Regions from separate parts of the Mus musculus genome. Here region 1 is linked to region 2. Evidence: chromatin contacts called from public ChIA-PET data. All regions are on one chromosome and are shown on one strand. Each heading gives the region's core, a stretch centred on a gene start, on an enhancer-like site or on the middle of the called end of the contact. The rest is flanking DNA. Distances are from core to core; before and after follow the strand shown.

Evidence for each region. ChIA-PET counts read pairs in DNA pulled down with a chosen protein or histone mark.
Region 1: a contact with region 2 is called in an RNA polymerase II ChIA-PET map of memory CD8 T cells, with 40 read pairs. The contact joins two enhancer-like sites. A contact is called at or near these places in 2 of 39 promoter capture datasets (liver and pre-B cells), 1 of 484 Hi-C or Micro-C datasets (CD4 T cells), 2 of 115 datasets of contacts at active chromatin or transcription factors (fetal liver and memory CD8 T cells) and 1 of 9 other capture datasets (adipose tissue).

Annotation. Positions count from the first base shown.
Region 1 is chr10:40,418,134-40,421,287 of GRCm38.p6, reverse strand. The region is part of intron 2 of Cdk19 (cyclin-dependent kinase 19); the gene reads right to left. Among named protein-coding and RNA genes, the nearest start is that of Gm32234, 34 kb to the left of the region's middle. Within about 2 kb of position 1,272, at least 48 of the 459 cell types and tissues checked have an H3K27ac peak or open chromatin away from gene starts, as enhancers often do. A contact at or near this core is called in memory CD8 T cells, where this site is marked.
Region 2 is chr10:40,231,129-40,234,403 of GRCm38.p6, reverse strand. Rpf2 (ribosome production factor 2 homolog) reads left to right here. Exons shown (of 10, transcript NM_023323.3): 7 at 1,197-1,296. Among named protein-coding and RNA genes, the nearest start is that of Rpf2, 14 kb to the left of the region's middle. Within about 2 kb of position 1,748, at least 58 of the 459 cell types and tissues checked have an H3K27ac peak or open chromatin away from gene starts, as enhancers often do. A contact at or near this core is called in memory CD8 T cells, where this site is marked.

The DNA of each region.
Region 1 (3,154 bases), core at 23-2,522, 190 kb before region 2:
GCACAGAAATAAGCAACTATAAGACAAGACTGCTACTGAGCAGAATATTAAAAGTTCAAACCAACCTCAGCTGCACACAAGTTTGGAGAATGGCCTAAGCTGTATGTAATTGTCCCAACAATCCCAACAATAAAAAAAAAAAGGGCATTCCAAGTAACTCTAAGTACTCTGCCCTTGCATAAAGCATGCAAGATGTCTTTCTTATGTAACTATGATTAAGAATTCTAAGAGGTCTGCCTGCAGCCAGGCTTTACTAACAAAAGCCATGCAGGTGTCTGAGGTCTGGGCTGCCACCCTGGGTCACAGTGATACCCAAGGGCTGAGCTGAGCAGGCCTGCCTGCTTGTCAGCTGTGGCACTATGGTGAGTTGGCCCCACCCCTTGCCTGGGCAGCAGGCAGGAGCTGGCCCTGATGACATGGGCATGGGAGAGCTGGCAGGTTGACCAACTCAATTACCACCCAGATCCAGGACTTTGAGTTGGCCCATCCCAACATCTCCCCCTCTACGAGCTGCTGGAGCACGTGAAGGAACTGGTCCTGCAGATCCACAGCTGCAGGACCTCCACAGCTCAGGCAACAACAGGATGAGGATCCAGTACTGATGGTGTAGCAGAAGCCAGGGGCCTTGAACCAAAGCAATGACTCTGCGATGAATTTTTTCAAGTGAAGCTGTTTGGACGAAAGAGTATACTGTGTGACACACTGACACACCACAGCTTCCACAGTGAGAGTTTTGTTTTTAATCTTTATTTTTTGTTTTGTTTTCTTTGGGGAAGAGGAGAGATTACAAAGGCAAAGGGCAGATATGAAGGGACTTCACGAAGACTTAATTAAAAGTTTAAAATTAAAAAAAAAATGTAATTCTAACTCTAGGTGTGGTGGTATAAACTTTTAGTTCCAACACTCCAGAGGCAAAACCAGGCAGGTCTGTCATGTGTTTAGAGCTCTCAACAATTCCGTGGTTTCTAGGAGAGTAAAGAGCACTGCCGGCTCCTCACCTCTTGCTCACTTTTTTACCACTTTGGTGAATTACAGAAAACACACAAAGACACAAACACACAAAACCGTGGCAGTTCCCACAAAAATGAAGCATTAGAGGAGAGGTGGGTGTTCTATGTGGGAGTCGGAGGTTAAAGTCCCATGCTGTCCCTCAGGGTGCAACGGCACTATGTTTAAATGTCTCTTTTACAGCAGAAAACCTGAGAAGGCTAAAAGGTGAAGTACCTCATCTGAAGTCACACAGCTAACAACAAAGCAAAGGTAAAGTCATTTCCTTTTCTCCATCCCCACCCCTCACCACACACCCTGGGACTGGGTGCCCTGCACGTGCTAGACAACAGCTCTACAGGAGCTTACCCCACCCCCCCAGTCTAAAGCAAGTCTTCTGATGCCAATTTCAAATCCTACCTATCAATAGACACAAAACATTTTTCACCACTCCCAAAACTGTAACCAGTCTGTTTTATATAACATATCGTAACATAAACTTCTGATCAATATCCATCCATTTTAATAAACAGTATTAATGACTTACCCACTATTACACTGTCTGAGCATAAAAGATTGTTTTAAATAGCACATTCCTGTTGCTCTAATTACTATATACACTTAATGCCATACATATTATAATGCATACATTTGCACATTTGCCTAACTCTTTAATATAAAAATATACAGAAAAAAAAGGCCCTATCTTCGATTTGTAGGTATTATTTAGTTCCTAGTTCCACTGAGGGCTAAAAGTAAACTCAAGGCCTCACATACGCAGCATCATATATTCCCTCCCCACGGTGAGTCCCTGCAGGCAGTGCTGGGTTAGACAAGAGGCTCTCAACCTTCCTAATGCTGTTACCCTTCAATACAGTTCTCATGTTGTAGTGACCCCCCAACCATACATTTATTTTTGTTGCTATTTAATAACTGTAATAACACACATTTAATAACTATAATTTTGCTACTGTTATGAATCATAATGTAAAGACATCTATCTGTTTTCTGATGGTGTTAGGCAGTCCTGTGAAAGGGGGTTACGACTCACATGTTGAGAACCCCTGGTTTAGACTGCTAGCTCATGCAGTCACTGTTATGTTCTTGGGGAGGGCAAAGGCTGTCCATCTGCCTACTATTCCTGAGGACCACCATCCACCATGACGCCTACTGACCTCTATCTGCAGCTTACAGGATCTGATTCTGAGAGCTGCCTCCCTCAGGATGGAAGACAGGGGAAACATTACCTGCTGACATCGCCATTCTTGTTGCCTCCAAACCCATCACCATCATCCTACCTCATGTACTTGTAAGAGTTCTTAAAGGACACGGTTTCTAACCAATCTTCTAAGCAAGTTTCACTTTAATGTGCTTCTGGCAACATGGTAACACTATCATTGTGATCTCTCATTCATGAAAGATTAATATAAAATTTTCACATTCTAACATTTGTGCTATTTCAACAAGAAAACAACTAAGATAGCACCGGATGAGTCTCCACCTTAGACCCAAGAAGCTGGGCCAAGATGGTGAGTGGATAAAGCCCCTGTGCCCCACAAGTCTGCTGACCTGAGCTGGTCACTCAGAACCCACCTTAAGGTAGGAGAGAAATGACCCCACAGAACTATGCTCTAACCAGCAGGTGTACATCACACAAACACATACCACGCACACACTAATCCTAAGTTTCTTAGGTTAAAGTTGTTAATTTGACAGATCTTAAAATATTCAAGCCACAACTTGATAGTTCAACTGGCTCTACACTCTTCTATTTAAAAATCTGCTTAAGAAAGAGTAAGGAGAAAAGCTTTGCCTTGTGCAAGATGCAATGCATATAAAGTAAAAAACAGAAAATTCACAGATTCATTATGTAAAAGGAAACTAGACATTACCCGGGACCCTCAGTTTTAGCAATCCAATTTCTTAGGGGCAAAGCAAAGTTGTTTTTCTAATTATCTATGGAAGAAAATAAGTAACAGCCTTGATGCAATTACAGAATGAAGAAACAGGCTAAAATGCAGGGCATCTATCCAATCGACAGTGTGGGCTTTGGGGGATTTCCTTTGGTTTGGTTTGGTTTTCCCCCACTGTTGTTGTTGTTGTTGGTGGTGGTGGTGGTGGTGGTGGTGGTGGTGGTGGTGGTGGTGGTGGTGGTGGCTGCAGCTGG
Region 2 (3,275 bases), core at 499-2,998:
AATGCTGTCTTTCATAAGTGGTAACATTTATTCACAATCTGAAGTTTTCAACTTGGGCACTGTTCTATGACCAAAAACCTCTGGCTGCCCCTATATTGTTTTGGTTATTAGTTGCCAAATTACTAGCATAACCTCCCTTGGGAACCTACAGTGTACTACTTGTTTGAATAGGATTGTGAAGTAGGAAGTAGCAAGGTGTGGTAAGACAGCCTAGAAAGGCTGCAAGAGTGTCACTTCAGATTGTCCTGTCAAACGTTGCCGTCACCTTACAGGTGTGAGATCAAGGCAGTTTCCCTGGCTGGTGGGGTTTCTGTTTGTCTCTGTTTTTGAGACAGGGCTCACTATGAGCTTTGGCTGTCCTGGAGCTCCCTACCTCTGCCATCCAAGTGCTGGGATTAAAGGCCCGTCATCTGACCGCCATCAGGCCCAGTTTTCCATTTACATTGGGTGATTGAAGCCCAAAGGGGTTTCATTGTTTAACATATGGTAACATACATGTGGTAGGTAAAACTCAAGATTAGGTTTAAGAGCATAGAGAGAAAAAATAGTGTGTGTAATGGAAAGTTATATAACTCAGTGGGGGTTTTGTGTGTTGCCTGCATTAAGAAGGGTTTTAATTAACCCAGGCTGGATTCAGACTTGCTATGTGACCAGGGCTGAGTTTGAACTTCTGATCTTTCTGCTTCTACTTCCCAAAAGTGCTGGGGTGACAGGCATGATGCACTGTGCCCAGCTGAGCTGGTGCATTTTCAAGGCTTGTGATATGTGTTAAATTATAGTATACTATATTATATATTATAATATTGTGTTATAGTATATGCATATTGTTCATCTCTTCAGCTCTCCTCTAAAAAGGGGACAGACCTTGAAGGTCTAGTATAACTAAATGTCCTTTTCCTGTGGGTTGGAAAAAGGCTTTTACCAACTCCCTGTGTGGTCAGCAACTCCTGCTTCCAAAGCTCAAAGGTCTCACACTGGATGGACGTGTGGATTCAAGGCATAACGTGACACTGATTTACCGGATCAGTTACTGTCTTGATCCTCAGTTGTGGATGTAGCAACAAGAATGAGATAGCATATGTGTAAAAATTTTGAGATTGTTTTAATACATATTGACTATCTTAAAAATAGCATAGATTCTCTAGATTTTGGTACTTATATAATTACACTTGTTTGTTTTGTCTTTAATCTCATAGACTAGTAAGTGCCCCGAGGGAACAAAACCGATGTTGATATTTGCTGGTGATGATTTTGATGTAACAGAAGACTTCAGAAGATTAAAAAATCTTCTTATTGGTAAGTGCTAGTAGAACTCACCTTGTTAACAATTGCTGTTTTTGAGATCTGCCTTTTCTGTGTGGTTAATCTTGTTCACATTGTTTTTCTGAGCAGACTGTAAACTCTCATCATATCTTTATGCTCCTTCTCCCTGGACTCTGGATGAGTGGTATTTTTTGCTTTTGTTTCTCGCTTTGTTTGTTTGTTTTAAGACTGGATTTCTCTGCATCCTGGCTGTCCTGGAACTCTATAGTTTGTTGAGACCAGGCTGGCCTCAAACTCAGGGAACTAACTGCCTCTCTTCCTGAATGCCGGGGCTAAGGGGCCATGCCACTCCACCTCATTCTCTTGTCTTAAAGCCTCTCCACCAAGCAAGATAGTTCTTCATTGCTCCCCCTCACTCAGGTTCTGAGGGCAGAGCAGCCTGCCTGGCTGTCAGCTGTCATGCTAACGGCCTCCTGCCCACTTCCTGTACCGTGGACAATCTGTGTTCCTGCTGAAAGCTCTCAGCGTTGTCGTCTTCTAAACTTGTTCTAGAGTGGCCTGGCAAGCTCTGCGTGTGGTGTCTAGGGCTCCTCTACCTGGGCAGGCCCAGCCTCTCCACACTCCTTCCACAGCTCCGTTTCTGATCTCTGCCTTCTGAGTCCTGGGATCACAGGACTGCACCTGTGCCCAACCCTATCTGTCATTTTCCCAGCCAGAAAGTACTTAGTTATTTCCTAGTTAATGGGATGCTAGACTTTGTAGGGTATTGGTTTTTTGTTTGTTTGTTTTTTTAATTACATTTTTGTTTGTATGTGGGGGCTGGGGCACGCTCATGTTGAGTTGGTACTCCACCATATGGGTCACAGGGATTAAATACAGGTTGGCTTGGTGGCAAGCATTGTAGCCTGCTGAGCCGTCTCACAGCTGTGATGAGTTTGGTGGTATAGGAATCTCAAGTCTGTTTGTTCTAAAGCCTTGTGTAGAGCGCAGCCCTATGCCCTCATAACTGGCATTGTGGAGTTACATTTAGAAATCTGTGGTCAGTTAAAACTTAAGATTGTAAAATATCATTAATTCCCAACTCTGAAATCCCAAAGTTTTGTATATAATGCCCTTCATAATATAAGTACCGTATAACATGCTTTTAAAATGTTATCTGCAAAGCACAGTAGGGAGTGAGTTAGCTTATAATAACTTAGTGAGTCAGTTTATTGTAACTTGTTTTCTTTAGTATCTTTTAAAAGATTGTTTTATATAATTTGTGGGTGTTTTGTCTGCATGTATGTTTGTGCATTATATACATGTCTCATGCTGGTGGAGGCCAAAGAGTACAACATCAGATACCCTGGGAATGGAATTACAGACAGATGGGAGCAGCCATGCAGGTGCTGGGAATCAAACCCAGGTCCTCTGGTAGAGTTATGATCTTACTATGGGAGCCATTTCTTCAGACCCCCAATTTCTTCTTTAAAGAACTGGTTTGTTGAAAATATGTTACAGCTGGGCAGTGGTGGACCATTCCTGTAGGCAGGCAGATCTCTGGGTTTGAAGCCAGTCTGGTCTACAGAGTGAGCTCTAGGACATCCAACAAACCCTTCCCAGAGAAACCCTGTTGAAAAACAAAAAGCAAGCAAGCAGGCAAGGAAGGAAAGACAGAAAGTAAGTTAGCTGTAACTGTTCCTCTTACGTTTTCTGGAGTCACGCTTTGTGTGTGTTTATTGGTTGGTTTAGGCAGCTTCTTGCTGTAGCTCACACTGGCCTTATATTCTTCAGCGTGCTAAGAGGAAGGCTGCCATCCCAGCTAGCTTCATCCTTCCTTACCACATTCCTAGCACTCTCTCGGGTTCTTCTCTAGGAAACCTGTCTGAGCCCATCCAGTCCATGTGAAGTGCTGGGCGTTTTCCTTTGCTCTGTACTGGGGACTCTGGCCACACACAGACCATCTCAGGCTGTTATTTCCCTTTGGGAGCTCAGGGCCTTGTTCGTGGAAGCACACCTGCGCTCTTTTGCCA